Linked DNA regions of Callithrix jacchus: region 2 is linked to region 1. Evidence: chromatin contacts called from public Hi-C data. All regions are on one chromosome and are shown on one strand. Each heading gives the region's core, a stretch centred on a gene start, on an enhancer-like site or on the middle of the called end of the contact. The rest is flanking DNA. Distances are from core to core; before and after follow the strand shown.

Evidence for each region. A called contact is a pair of places that touch in the nucleus more often than the background predicts.
Region 2: a Hi-C map of skeletal muscle shows a contact between it and region 1, with 2.8 times the contacts expected there. The contact joins the promoter of LOC100390350 here to the promoter of VEGFA in region 1. A contact is called at or near these places in 2 of 3 Hi-C or Micro-C datasets (both in skeletal muscle).

The regions. Positions count from the first base shown.
Region 1 is chr4:52,241,422-52,247,992 of calJac240_pri, forward strand. VEGFA (vascular endothelial growth factor A) reads left to right here and starts at 2,504. Exons shown (of 6, transcript XM_008994505.4): 1 at 2,504-3,611. The coding sequence starts at 3,546.
Region 2 is chr4:52,456,106-52,462,676 of calJac240_pri, forward strand. LOC100390350 reads left to right here and starts at 3,567. Exons shown (of 7, transcript XM_078370688.1): 1 at 3,567-3,682; 2 at 3,993-4,067; 3 at 4,069-4,117; 4 at 5,003-5,077; 5 at 5,590-5,655; 6 at 5,658-5,705; 7 at 5,708-6,571. The coding sequence starts at 3,602. The coding sequence ends at 6,210. It overlaps LOC144582335 (a long non-coding RNA gene), which reads right to left and starts at 5,367. Exons shown (of 3, transcript XR_013534812.1): 1 at 4,016-5,367; 2 at 2,372-3,697; 3 at 741-1,724.

The DNA of each region.
Region 1 (6,571 bases), core at 1,254-3,753:
CAGAGTGAAGCCCTCCAGGTCACAGCCAGGTTGTATCTCCAAAATGAATGGGGAGGTGGGCCATGCTTGCTCACACTAATGAAGGTAGCTCAAACACCCCTAGGCCAGGTTGCAATCCCAGCCTTATATAAAAGGAATTCTGTGCCCTCACCCCGCTGGATCCCTGGGCAAAGCCCACAGAGGGAAACACAAACAGGTGTTGCAACACAGCTTGCTGGTACCACCATGGAGGACAGCAGGCTTGTAGGGATGGGGCACCTGGGGCCATGGAGTCACAGGTGATGGCATCCCTCCTTGGAACCCCTCCAGCCTCCTCTTGACTCTGAAGTTAAGATTTGTTTGTTTGTTTTTCACTAAGACCTGCTCTTTCGAGCCATTGCCTATCTAGGGGCTGAAGAAGGTCGAGTTGAGAAGGGATGCAAGGGAGGGGGCCAGAATGAGCCCTTAAGGCTCAGAGCCTCCATCCTGCCCCAAGGTAGGGATGAGGGAGGGGTCCCTGCCAAGGTGCCTACAGCTTGTGGTCTTGGGGTGTTAGAGGCACACAGGAGGAAAGTTAGTGTCTTCCCTTCCATATCCCAGCCTAGAGTATGGATCCCAGGTGAGGAGGCCTGCCTGGGAGGGGGCCCTGAGCCAGGAAATAAACATTTACTAACTGTAAAAAGACCTTGTCCCTGCTGCTGGGGAGCCTGCCAAGTGGTGGAGACAGGACTAGTGCATCAAGTATGGGAAGGGAGAGATGCGGTGGGTGGGAGCCAGCTCCTCTCCCCATAGAGGCCTTAGGACATCACAGGGGTGGAATTGGGGTACTGTGGAGGTAACCTAGCATCTCCACCAAACCATAGCACCATATGTTGAGGACAGGGCTGGCTGCATAAGCTCCTTACAGCGTTTTGGTCAAACTGAGGGAAACTGCTGCCTTCTCATTCTCAGTCCATGCCTCCACAGAGGCTATGCCAGCTGCAGGGCAGACCCTGGCCAGATCCGGGTGGATATTCAGAGTGACTGGTCCCACTCTTCCCACAGGCATTAGAGCCCTAACTTTGTTCGCTGGGGCAGCCTGGAAATAGCTGGGTCAGAACCCAGCCAGGAATTTTTCCAAGCTGGTTCCTATATGCAAGAATGGGATGGGGGCCTTGGGGAGCACTTCGGGAAGATGTGGAGAGTTCGAGAAAAAGGGGCTTGGAGGCAAGGGAGAGGAGTGGGGGAAGGAGAGGGGAGAAGCTATGAGCCTGGAGAAGTAGCCAAGGGATCCGGAGGGAATGGGGGGCTGAGAAGAAACCCCCAATTCTGTTCAGAAGATGAGCCATGAGTCTGGGCTTGGGCTGATAAAAGCCCTGGCCCCTGGCCTGGTGGGAGCTCTGGGCAGCTGGCCTGCAGACGTTCCTCAGTGTTGGCTGGTAGGTTTGAATCATCACACAGGCGCTGGCCTCCATCCGCCCCCACCAGCCCCCTGGCCTCAGTTCCCTGGCAACATCTGGGGTTGGGGGGGCAGCAGGAACAAGGGCCTCTGTCTGCCCAGCTGCCTCCCCCTTTGGGTTTTGCCAGACTCCACAGTGCATACGTGGGCTCCAACAGGTCCTCTTCCCTCCCGGTCACTGACTAACCCCGGAACCACACTGCTTCCCGCTCTCAGTTCCACAAACTTGGTGCCAAATTCTTCTCCCCAGGGAGGCATCCCTGGACACTTCCCAAAGGACCCCAGTCACTTCAGCCTGTTGGCTGCTGCTCACTTTGATGTCTGCAGGCCAGATGAGGGCTCCAGATGGCACATTGTCCAGATAGACACACTGTGCCCCCTGTCCCAGCCCTGGGCTCTGTACATGAAGCAAGTCCAGTCCCAAACATGCAGCTGTTTGAGAGGTCACAAGTGGGGGGGGGCGGTCAGGAGGAAACTCCCCCCACTCCCTTTCCAAAGCCCATTCCCTCTTTAGCCAGAGCTGGGGTGTGCAGACGGCAGTCACTAGGGGGCGCTCGGCCACCACAGGGAAGCTGGGTGAATACCGGGAGCAGCGTCTTCGAGAGTGAGGACGTGTGTGTCAATGTGGGTGAGTGTGTGCGTGTAGGGGTTGAGGGCGTTGGAGCGGGTAGAAGCCCAGGGGTCACTCCAGGATTCCAATAGATCTGTGCTTCCCTCTCCGCACCCGTCCCTGTCCGGCTCTCCGCCTTCCCCTGCCCCCTCCAATATTCCTAGCAAAGAGGGAATAGCTCTCGGGCCCTGTCCGCACGTAACCTCACTTTCCTGCTCCCTCCTCGCCAATGCCCCGCAGGCGCGTGTCTCTGGACAGAGTTTCCGGGGGCGGATGGGTAATTTTCAGGCTGTGAACCTTGGTGGGGGTCGAGCTTTCCCTTCATTGCAGCGGGCTGGGGGCCAGGCTTCGTTGGGCGTCCGCAGCGCCCGGGTCTGTGCCGCGCGTGGAGGGGGCGAGGCTCGCCTGTCCCCGCCCCCGGGGCGGGTCCCGGAGGGGCGGAGCCAATTTTAGGTTTATAAAAGTCGGTTGATAGCGGAGGATCGCGGAGGCTTGGGGCAGCCGGGTAGCTTGGAGGTCGAGGCGCGGGGGGCTGGCACCGGTGCTCTGTAGGGAGCGCAGCGGCTAGGTGGACCGGTCATCAGATCACTGGCCAGGGCGCTCCGTGCTGGAATTTGATATTCGTTGATCCGGGGTTTATCCTCCTTCTTTTTTCTTAAACATTTTTTCAAAACTGTATTGTTTCCCGTTTTAATTTATTTTTGCTTGCCATTTCCCACTTGAATCCTGCCGACGGTGTGGGGAGATTGCTCTACTCCCTCAAATCACTGTGGATTTTGGAAACCAGCAGAGAGAGGAAAGAGAGGTAGCAAGAGCTCCAGAGAGAAGTCGAGGAAGAGAGAGACGGGGTCAGAGAGAGCGCGCGGGCGTGCGAGCAGCGAGAGGGACAGGGGCAAAGTGAGTGACCTGCTTTTGGGGGTGACCGCCGGAGCGCGGCGTGAGCCCTCCCCCTTGGGATCCCGCAGCGGACCAGTCGGGCTGACGGACAGACAGACAGACACCGCCCCCAGCCCCAGCGCCCACCTCCTCCCTGGCCGGCGGTAGACAGTGGACGCTGCGGCGAGCGGCGGGCAGGGGCCGGAGCCCGCGCCCGGAGGCGGGGTGGAGGGGCTCGGGGCTCGCGGCGTCGCACTGAAACTTTTCGTCCAACTTCTGGGGTGTTCTCGTTCCGGAGGAGCCGTGGTCCGCGCGGGGGAAGCCGACCCGAGCGGAGCAGCGAGAAGTGCTAGCTCCAGCCGGGAGGAGCCGCAGCCGGAGGAGGGGGAGGAGGAAGAAGAGAAGGAAGAGGAGAGGGGGCCGCGGTGGCGACTCGGTGCTCGGAAGCCGGGCTCATGGACGGGTGAGGCGGCGGTGTGCGCAGACAGTGCTCCAGCCGCGCGCGCGCCCCAGGCCCTGGCCCGGGCCTCGGCCCGGGGAGGAAGAGAAGCTCACCAAGGCGCCGAGGAGAGCGGGCAGCCCCATTGCCCGAGCCGGAGAGGGAGCGCGAGCCGCGCCGGCCCGGGTCGGGCCTCCGAAACCATGAACTTTCTGCTCTCTTGGGTGCATTGGAGCCTTGCCTTGCTGCTCTACCTCCACCATGCCAAGGTAAGCGGCCGTGCCCGCCTGGCGCCGCGGGCTGCTGCGAGCGCCTCTCCTGGCTGGGGACGTGCGTGCGAGCGCGCGCGTGGGGCCCCGGTGCCCCACGCGGGTCCATGGGCACCAGGCGCGCGGCGTCCCCCTCTGTCGTCGTAGGTGCAGGGGGAGGGGGCGCGCGCTAGGTGGGAGGGCACCCGGAGAGAGGCTCACCGCCCACGCGGGCCCTGCCCACCCACCGGAGTCACCGCACGTACGATCTGGGCCGACCAGCCGAGGGCGGGAGCCGGAGGAGGAGGCCGAGGGGGCTGGGCTTGCGTTGCTGCTGCCGGCTGAAGTTTGCTCCCGGCCGCTGGTCCCCGCCGATCTGGAAGTCCAGGCAGCCAGGGCGGGAGCCAGAGACCAGCGGGCAGGGGGGCGCTCGGACCTTGGACCGCGGGAGGGTAGAGAGCGTGGAGGGGGCAGGGCGCAGGAGGGAGAGGGGGCTTGCTGTCACTGCCACTCGGTCTCTTTGGCCCTTGCCGCGAGTTTGGGAAAAGTTTTGGGGTGGATTGCTGCGGGGACCCCCCCTCCCTGCTGGGCCACCTGCGCCGCGCCAACCCCGCCCGTCCCCGCTCGCGTCCCGCTCGGTGCCCGCCCTCCCCCGCCCGGCCGGGCGCGCGCGGCGCGGAGCCGATTACATCAGCCCGGGCCTGGCCGGCCGCGTGTTTCCCGAGCCTCGGCTGCCCGAATGGGGAGCCCGGAGTGGCGAGCGGCACCCCTCCCCCCGCCAGCCCTCCGTGGGAAGGTGACCTCTTGAGGTAGCCCCAGCCCGGGGATCCGGAGAACCATCCCTACCCCTTTCCACTGTTTCCAGATCCTACCCTGCCCAGTGCTAGGAGGAATTTCTTGACGCCCCTTCTCTTTCCCCATTTCCTCTCTAGCATGGAGAAAAGCCCCTGTCATCCCTTTTATTTTCATTCCTTTCTGAGGAGAAGATCCGTCTAACCCCTTTATGGCCCCAGTGTCCAGGGAAAGGATGATCACTGTCAGAAGTCGTGGCGCGGGAGCCCACCGGGCGCTTTGTCACACTCCACCGAAAGTCCCGACTTGGTGACAGTGTGCTTCCCTTCCCTCCCCAACAGTCCCGAGTGAGCTGTGCTTTAGCTCTCGTGGGAGTGGATGAAGGGAGGGTTTAAAGAGAGTCATTGCTCCACTTTACCCTTTTGGAGAAATGGCTTGAAATTTGCTGTGCCACGAGCAGCATGGGAATAGTCCTTCCTGAACCCTGGAAAGGAGCTCCTGCCAGCCTTGCACACACTTTGTCCTGGTGAAAGGCAGCGCTGGAGCAGGTGGTTTTTTGGAACCCTAAACTTACCCACCCAACTTGCTTCTGAAAGCCACCTAAGGGGTCCCTTTCCGCTCCTCCCTGACACCTTCCCTCAGCCAGAATCCCCTTGGAGAGGACGCGAGAGGAAAGCCATGGACAGGGGTCGCTGCTAGCACCACAAGTTCCTCAGACCCTGGCACAAAGGCCTTGGCTACAGGCCTCCAAGTAGGGAGGAGGGGGAGGAGTGGCTGCCTGGCCACAGTGTGACCTTCAGAGGCCCCCAGAGAAGGACACCTGGCCCCTGCCTGCCTAGAACCGCCCCTCCTGTGCCCCCTGGCCTTAGAAGGGGTATGCAATTTCCGTCCCCTTTCCTCACTGGGGCCCAGGAGGAGTGAAGGGTCTAGGAAGAATATTGTCAGGGGGAAGCCAGGGGGTGTCATGGGAATGGGCGAGGGGCTGAGCTGCACAATCCAGGGGTCCCTGAGGAAGCCTCAGTGGGAGGGGTCCAGCTAGAAGCCTGGGAGATGTTGTTTTCTCTTGAGAGGGGCTTCCTGTAAGGACCCCTTCCCGTGTGACCTTGGCTTTCTCTGGGATCAGGGCTGGGGGACCTGAGTGTGGTACATTTGGGTTGTGTGAGGGACAGTGGAACTCCCACCAGCAGGGTTTGGTGTTTCATAGGCTAGTGCCCCTCTGGTTGTGAGTGCTGGGCAGGAGGGGAGTTGGTGAGAGCCAGAGACCCTGAGGAAGGGCTGGCAGAAGGCTTTCCTTTCGGGTGCAGCCAGGTCCGCGTGTCTGGGTGTGTTGACCTTCACAGCTTCTGGGGAGGGGAGGAATTATGTGGGGGTGGGGAGGGTTAGGGGAGGCCTCAGGCCTAAGGTGGTGCAGGGGGCCCCCTAGGGGCTGGGCAGTGCCAAGGCATAAAAGCCTTCCCTAGTGTCATTTTGAAGAAGGTGCCCAGGTGAGAGGGGCTTGGGACCTCCTCACCTTGGGAGTGAGAAGAAACCAGCGAACAGGTGGGAGTGGGAGACTGGTGAGGCTTTGGAAATCTACTGAGGCTCTGGAGAGATTTGTTCAGGGAGGAATATGGGGTTCTCTTCCCCTAGGGTCTCCTCCTGGGTTTTTCCCCTCGAAGTAACCTGTGGGCATGCTGGATTATTCCTAGGACTAGAAGAGCTTGGATGGGGGAGGGTGGTTGGTGCCCTTCGGTCCTCAGCACCCCCCTCCCTCTCCAACACCAGCTCACCCTGGTATTTGTCATGTCAGCAGGAGAAGGTCACCATGTTGTTTTTCTCGCCCCCAGTCCTTCCTTCCTGCCCCAGTCCAAATTTGTCCTCCTGTTTGACCTTAATACTTACCATGGCTTTGGACTAGGGAATCAGGGGGACCGTGAGAGCAAGGAGAGGGAAGTGTGGGGAGGGTACAGGGGACCTGGACAGCGAAGCATTCTGGGATTTTCCTCCTGCATTTCCAGCTCCCCAGCCCCCAACATCTGGTTAGTCTTTAACTTCCTCGGGTTCATAATCGGAGCAGTCCAGGAGTGGTGGGCATATTTTGTGCCCCAGGGGACCCCGGGTTGTGTCCTCTTTGACTCAGAAGACTTGGAGAAGCCAGAGGCTGTGGGTGGGAGGGAAGTGAGGAGGGAGGAGGGGCCGGGTGGCTGGGC
Region 2 (6,571 bases), core at 2,317-4,816, 220 kb after region 1:
GAGAAAAATGCAGCTATTCTTTTTCATTCGGGGCTTTCTGGTGGAAGAAATCATCGCATTTAGTCTCTTTGGAGTAGCCATTTGCAGTGGGAACTTGTGCACCTCCCATTCCATCCCAAAGACTAATGTCTTGATGGTCTGGCTGTCTTGACACCCCTGGGCTTCCCAGGCAGCCCCAGGCTGGACGTTTATAGTCAACAAATATGGAAAGTCAGCCATACAAGAGGCCCCAAGGCTGAGGACACTGGTGCAGCAGGGGTCGAGGCAAGCCCTGCAGCCAGCCACCCCAGGCCAGTTCACTCCAGAGCTATGGTGAAAGAGGGAGGAAGGTCCCTCTCACTAGCTACCTGCCCCCACCACTTATCAGTCTACCTGGGGACCCTTGACAGCTTCAGAGACTGGCTGCAGGGGACCTGGGGGCAGACCCACTCAAACCTGCAACTGTGAATGAGGATGGGAAGCTGCCAAGAGGTGTATGTGTGGGTATGTGTCTCCAGCCCAGTCACAACTGAAGAATGGAATTCCCTTCCACATGCACTGAACGATGATACCACGTACGGCTGTCCCAGGGACCAAGCCTTTCTGTGGACCTAGAGGGTCCAGACTCTAGCTATAAATGTCCCCAGAAAACAGTCTGGTGGCTTCTGGTCGTTCACTTCTTGAGTACTTTGTAAAATTTACTTTAATTGAAATGTCAGATTTGCGCATCAAATTGTACAAATCATAAGGGTGCGACTTGGTGAATTTTATGTAATGCCCATACAATCACACCAAGGTGCAAGCACATAATATTTTCAGTGCCCTGAGAGGCTCCCTCTAACCCCTCCCAGTCAATTCCACACCCCAGAGGTAACTGCTGTTCTGACTTCTAACCCCATAGATCTGGTTTGCCTGTTCTTGAACCTCATATAAATGGAATCATAGCGTATGAACTCTTTTGTGCCTGCTTTGTGCTGTGCCACGTTATGTCTGTGAGGTTCATCCATGTTGCTCAAGTAACACTAGGTCTTCCTTTTGTATTGCTGAGTAGTATTCCATTAACTGGATATGCCTCAATTTGTTTACCTATTCTGGGCTATTTAGGTGGTTTACAATTTTTCATTAATATGATGAAAGCAGCCACAGCATTCCTCTATGTTTTCTGGTGCTCCTAAACATGGCAACCCAAATCCTGAGAGCAGATTTTGTGGGCAACACATGGTTAAGAACTCCAGGAAAGAGGAATTAAAAATGACTGAGCTCCTGCTCTGGGCCATGGCTTTTGTGGATCCACTGGACCAACCACAAAGGAAGGAAGACAGAAAGAGCAGCTCCCAAGGGGAACTCCGCTGCATCACTGAGCCTGGAGCCAGCTGTGTGTGTGTGTGTGTGTGTGTGTGTGTGTGTGTGTGTGTGTGTGTGTGAAAGAGAGAGAGAGAGAGATTGGATTTGTTGCCTGGGGCTACCACAACACATAACCACAGACTTGGTGACTCAGTGGTTTAAAACAACGGAAATGTATTCTCTCACAGTGAAGGATGCGAAATTCTGAACTCCAGGTGTTGACAGAGTCTTTCTGCCGGAGGCTCTGATGGAGATTGTTCCATGCTTCTCTCCTTGTTTCTGGTGGCTGCCAGCACCTTGGTATTACTCGGCTTGTAGCTGCATCACTCCAATCTCTGACTCCATCCTCACATGACCTTCTTATCTGTGTCTCCATGTCTCTGTTTCCAAATCTTTTTCTCCTTAAAAAGACACCAGTCATTGGATTTAGGGCCCAGTCTAATCCGGTGCAATCTCATCTTAATTTGATTACATCTACGAATACCTTGTTTCCAACTAAGGTCGCATCCCCAGGTACTGGGGGTTAGGAGTGCATAAGTGTGTGTGTATTCGTGTGTATAAGTGTGAGGGGCAGTTAATGTGTTATGTGCACGTGCTTGTGAGAACATGTCTGCGATGGTGCTTCTGGGTGTGCTTATGTGGCTGTAGGTGTGTGTATATGAGTACGTGTGTGTGTACGTGCTTCTATTTCTATGACTTGGAGACCCTGCTGGATGAGCTGGAATCTGAGAAGGGCGGCAAGGCAGGATGGTGATAGCGGGTTGAAGAGATGCTTGGGGCCAGCCAGGTGAACAGGCAGGCCTTGCCTCATGAATCTGGAAGAGTAGCTGGTGGATACAGACTCTGAGAAACAAGGACAAATATGTTTTTTGAGCTAGGGTACAGGCTGGTAGGCCCAGGCAGTAGCTCCTGACAGCAGTGCCTGTCCCCGGGAATATTCCTAGAAGCCCCTCCACCCAAGCTCCTGACCCTTATATCCCATTTGCCTGGACAGAGAGGCACTGCGTGACTCCTCCATTCCCAGGGATAAAAGTCAGCACTCAGTTACCTATTGTGCCAGCCAGGTAGTAGCATCTGTAGTCCTAGCCACTTCGGAGGCTAAGGCAAGAGGATCACTTGAGCGCAGGAGGTCAAGGCTGCAGTGAGCCATGATTGCACTACTGCACTCTAGCTGTGGTGACAAAGTGAGACCATGTCTCCAGAAATTGATTAATTAAAATGAAATAAACTTCACAACCAAGTTTAAATGGTGTTCTCATTATTCCCATTTTACAGATGCAGTCCCTGAGACCTCAAGGAGTTAAGTGATCTGCCCAAGATTACACCCCTTTGTTTATATGTGTTGAAAATTTTCAGTTATCTCCAGAAATCCATATCTTTCGCCCCCACCTCAGACTCAAACCACAACGGCTGCCACTGAGGCCCACCTGTGCACCCCACACATACCCTTAAGTACAGTCTTCCTCCCATCCTTCCCCAGGAAGATTCCCTGGTCTGTGGGTACCGAGTGTTGCGGGTGGTCTCTCCTCCCCTCCCATGCTTCTGGATTCCTCTGTGGGGTCCTGGTTTTGTTTTTGGTGTGCCAGCAAGCTCACTGCCTTTTTGAGTACTGTATGTCAGTGGGTTTGCACGCACGCACCTGGAGGAGGGGTGTCTGGGCATAAGGGGTGTCTGGGCAAGTGGGCTTACTTGCCAACCAGGGGCACATGTGGGTACAGTTCAGGGGAACATACATTGCATAGGGTGTATCTGTGTGTGTGCCTAGACACAGGTGAATGAAGGGCCTGCCCGCTGCATGTTTGGGGGTCTGTAGAATGACACCCCATTTCTCTCCCCTTCCCAAATAACTGCCAGCATCTTCAGTTCAGACTCCTGGCCTCCAGGTAAGGGCCTGGTGCAAACCGCCTCTGACTGGGGACAGAGACACCAGAGTCTCAAGCCCTGCCCAGGCTGCTAGTGCCCTTGAGCAGGCATCACCCCACCCAGGCAGTGGGAGTGTCCTCACCCAATGGGATAGGGTGACATGGTGGAGGAGGTTTGAAGGGGGGAGAAGGCAGCAAGGCTTTCTGCTCCCTAGATGGTAGGCTCATTACCCTAGCACTCAGTAGGTTGTAGGGAAGGAGCCAGGACTTGGCACTGACTACAAAGGGTAAGGGGCACCCTCCAGCACTCCTCCCGTGCCAGGCCAGGGGAGGGGCTGTGACGTTTGGTGGCCTCATGCAGCTGAGAGGAAGTAGCTAATTGCCAACCTGATGACTGGTGGTTGAGGAGTGGGGTGATGATGCCACTGGCAGAAGCAGGCGCCCTGGCCCAAGGAGGAGGCCCTTCAGCAACGGAGTGGGCCTGCATTCTGCGGAGGGTGAGACTGAGGTGGCTGCAAAGAAGGGGGCAGGGGATTGTTGAGGCTGTGACCGTGGGAAAGAGCTTCTCCAGAGCTTTGCTCAGCTTCAAGGGGAAAGAGTTCAGAGGCCTTGAGGGGATGAAGGGATTTGGGAAGGTGCTTCAGGGGGATGGGGTGGGGGGAAAGAGGTTCCTATTGTTGCTCCCCTTCTGCCTATGCTCCCCCCACCTTCCTGTCTCTCCCCTCCCCCACCTTAGCCCCCTCTTTGGCCCCTCTGGCCAAAGTTGTTGAGGAAGAAGGGAGCAGATGGAGGATTCTTTTCACCAAGACCCCCAGGCACAAGCAGCCCACCTTGCTGATGGTCAGAGCATCCAGAAGAATTAGTGAGACTTCAGCTGTCCTCAAAAGCAAGAAGAGAGAGTGTTTCTGACAGAAAGAACAGCTCAAGCAAAGGCTAGACATTGGGGTCTGGTGAGGCTGATGGAGGTCTGGGGCTTAGCTTCAATACTTAGGAGGTGGGCAGGATGTTCTGAACCAAGGGTCACACTGTCCCTTCCTGGAAGAAATAGTGGGTACCCAGTGCTCAGTGCTTCTCTTACATGCTGGCCACTGCCTCCAGCCCTGGCACACCTGGCCCTCAACTGCCTGAGCAAGGGCCATGACTAGGTCAGGCGCCTCACAGGATGGGGACCCCACCCCCAATATTCCCAAGTGCATCAACCCCAGAGGACTGAAGCCCCGAGTCTCAAGAAGCAAGTCCCATCCATCTGCAGGTCAGTCCACTGGGCCCCTAGCACCCCCTATGGGTAGGAAGCAACACTAATGGAGGAGGAGCCTCCGGCAGCCTGGGGTGGTTGGGGATGTGGGAGTGTGGGGTGAGGGAGGAGACACAGGCTTGCCTTCTAGGAAGCAGACAGACCAAGTCTCAGGAAACCCCAGTGTCACAGGTCACAGACATTGACCTTGAAGTGTTACTTTCATGGGTGAAATTTAGCCCCTGTCCTCAGGAAGCTCCCAGTCTGATGGGAGACACATACAGTGCTCTCAGAGCTCCCTTCTTTAGGGTGAAACACAGCATCTGGCTTCAGGAAACTCCCAGTGTGAGGGGAGAGACAAGACATCTGCCCTTAGGGATCTCTCAGATGGGGGAGATCCCCTGGGTTTTCGGGAACCACCAATCTGTTTCCAGACATGGATTAGACATGTCAGTGCCTCTAGGGCTGCCAGGAAAAAAATACAGGATATCCAATTACATTGAATATTACATAAACAAAGAATAATATTTTAGCATAAGTCTGTCTCATACAATATTTGGGACAGACTTATACTATTTGCCAAATCTGGTAACCCTAGGTGCCTCCAGTTTGAGGGAGGAGAGAGGACACCCCCTCCACCCCAGACACGGGAAAGCAGGTAACACCTCCGCGTGCTCGGGAGGGCAGGGGTGGGGCAGGAGGAGAGTCCTGGGGCTCCGGCTCGCGGCAGTTTAAAATTCCTTCCAGGCCAGAGCCTTAATCCCTCGGTGCACAATGGCCGCCTTCTCCCCCGCCGCCCGCGCCCACGCCCTCCCCTGCGGGGCCGTGGCAGTGCCACCAAGGGCCTCTTTAAACCCCTTTGAAGCCGCGGAGCCCCGCGCCGCAGGAGGCCCCGCCGCTATGCCAGCTATGCCAACTATGTCCCCGCCGCCGCCGCTCCCCCATTAATGCTGGCTAATCTGGCTAATAAATAAACTCCCCTCCCCGCCCCGCGCAGAATCGATGTCAGGGCTCGGCTAGAGCAAGCCCCACTCCACCCCACTCCCTCGAGATGTGGCTGACGTTTTTTCCTACGGCTGCCCTAGGTCTGCAGCCGTCTCTGATTCTTCGGGGCACGTGGGATTTGGGAGGTCTCTGCCTGTCCACTGCGTTTGCCTCCCTCTTTTCCAGTCCACCTGCGCACCAGGGACAGGACACGTGGCTGGGTGCAGACGCCTGACTGGAAGTCGCGGAGGAGCGCGCGGCGGCGGCGAGAGGAGACGCAGGTCACGCCCCCTTCCCGCCGCCGACGGGGCGCGCGCGCCGAGGAGCCCGGGACTGGTGACTCCCAGGGGACGGCGTCTGCGCCTTCCCCCGCGGGAGTCCCTTCTTCGCGGCCTCTGCCGCCCCCCGCGTCCCCTCCTGGGCTTCCGAGAGTCTAACTCAGCCGAGCCGGCAACGCTTCGCCTCCTACCACACACCCCGGGCGCGAGGAGAAATGACAGGATGGCAGGGGCACGGCTAATGCGCTCTAATTACCCACCGCCGCTATCATCCGCGGCTCTGGGCCAAAGCGCCCTAATTAGGCCACTGGAACCCGCCCTTCGCCACCCCTCCCCCCACCTCGCGGCCCCCGGGACCACTGACTGCAGCCCTCTGGGACTGCCCCTCAGTCCCAAGAGAGCTACTAGGCCTGACTGGGGGACAGAACTTGGGGAGACCGAAGCCGGCCCCTCCACTCCCCTAAACTTACAGACCTCGACGGTCTCCGCGGGAAGAGACTGGGGAGGGGCCAGAGACCTATTTCGTTGAAGTTAGCCTTCAGTGGGAGGAGTGGCAAAGGCACGCAGGGCAGCAGTACCCCCACTTGGCACTTAAGGCACGGAGAAGGGAAGGAAAGTCCGTCCAACCAGAACTTCCAGACCCGCTCATTTAACAGTGGCCTTATGAGCAGCACATTGGGCTCCCTCCCCTGACAGGGAAATTACCTTCCTGCCAAGAAAGGTGACATCCCCACCACAGACACTGAGCCCCCGCCCGCTGGCCAGCTGTGGCTTACTGGTCATAGGGGAGCTGGTGAGGAGTGGGGTGGCTCTGGCCTCCCATGTCAGGTAGGGTGAGAGAGGCCCTGAAGATAGAAGCCAGGCCTGTAGGCCAGAATAAAAGGGGCAGC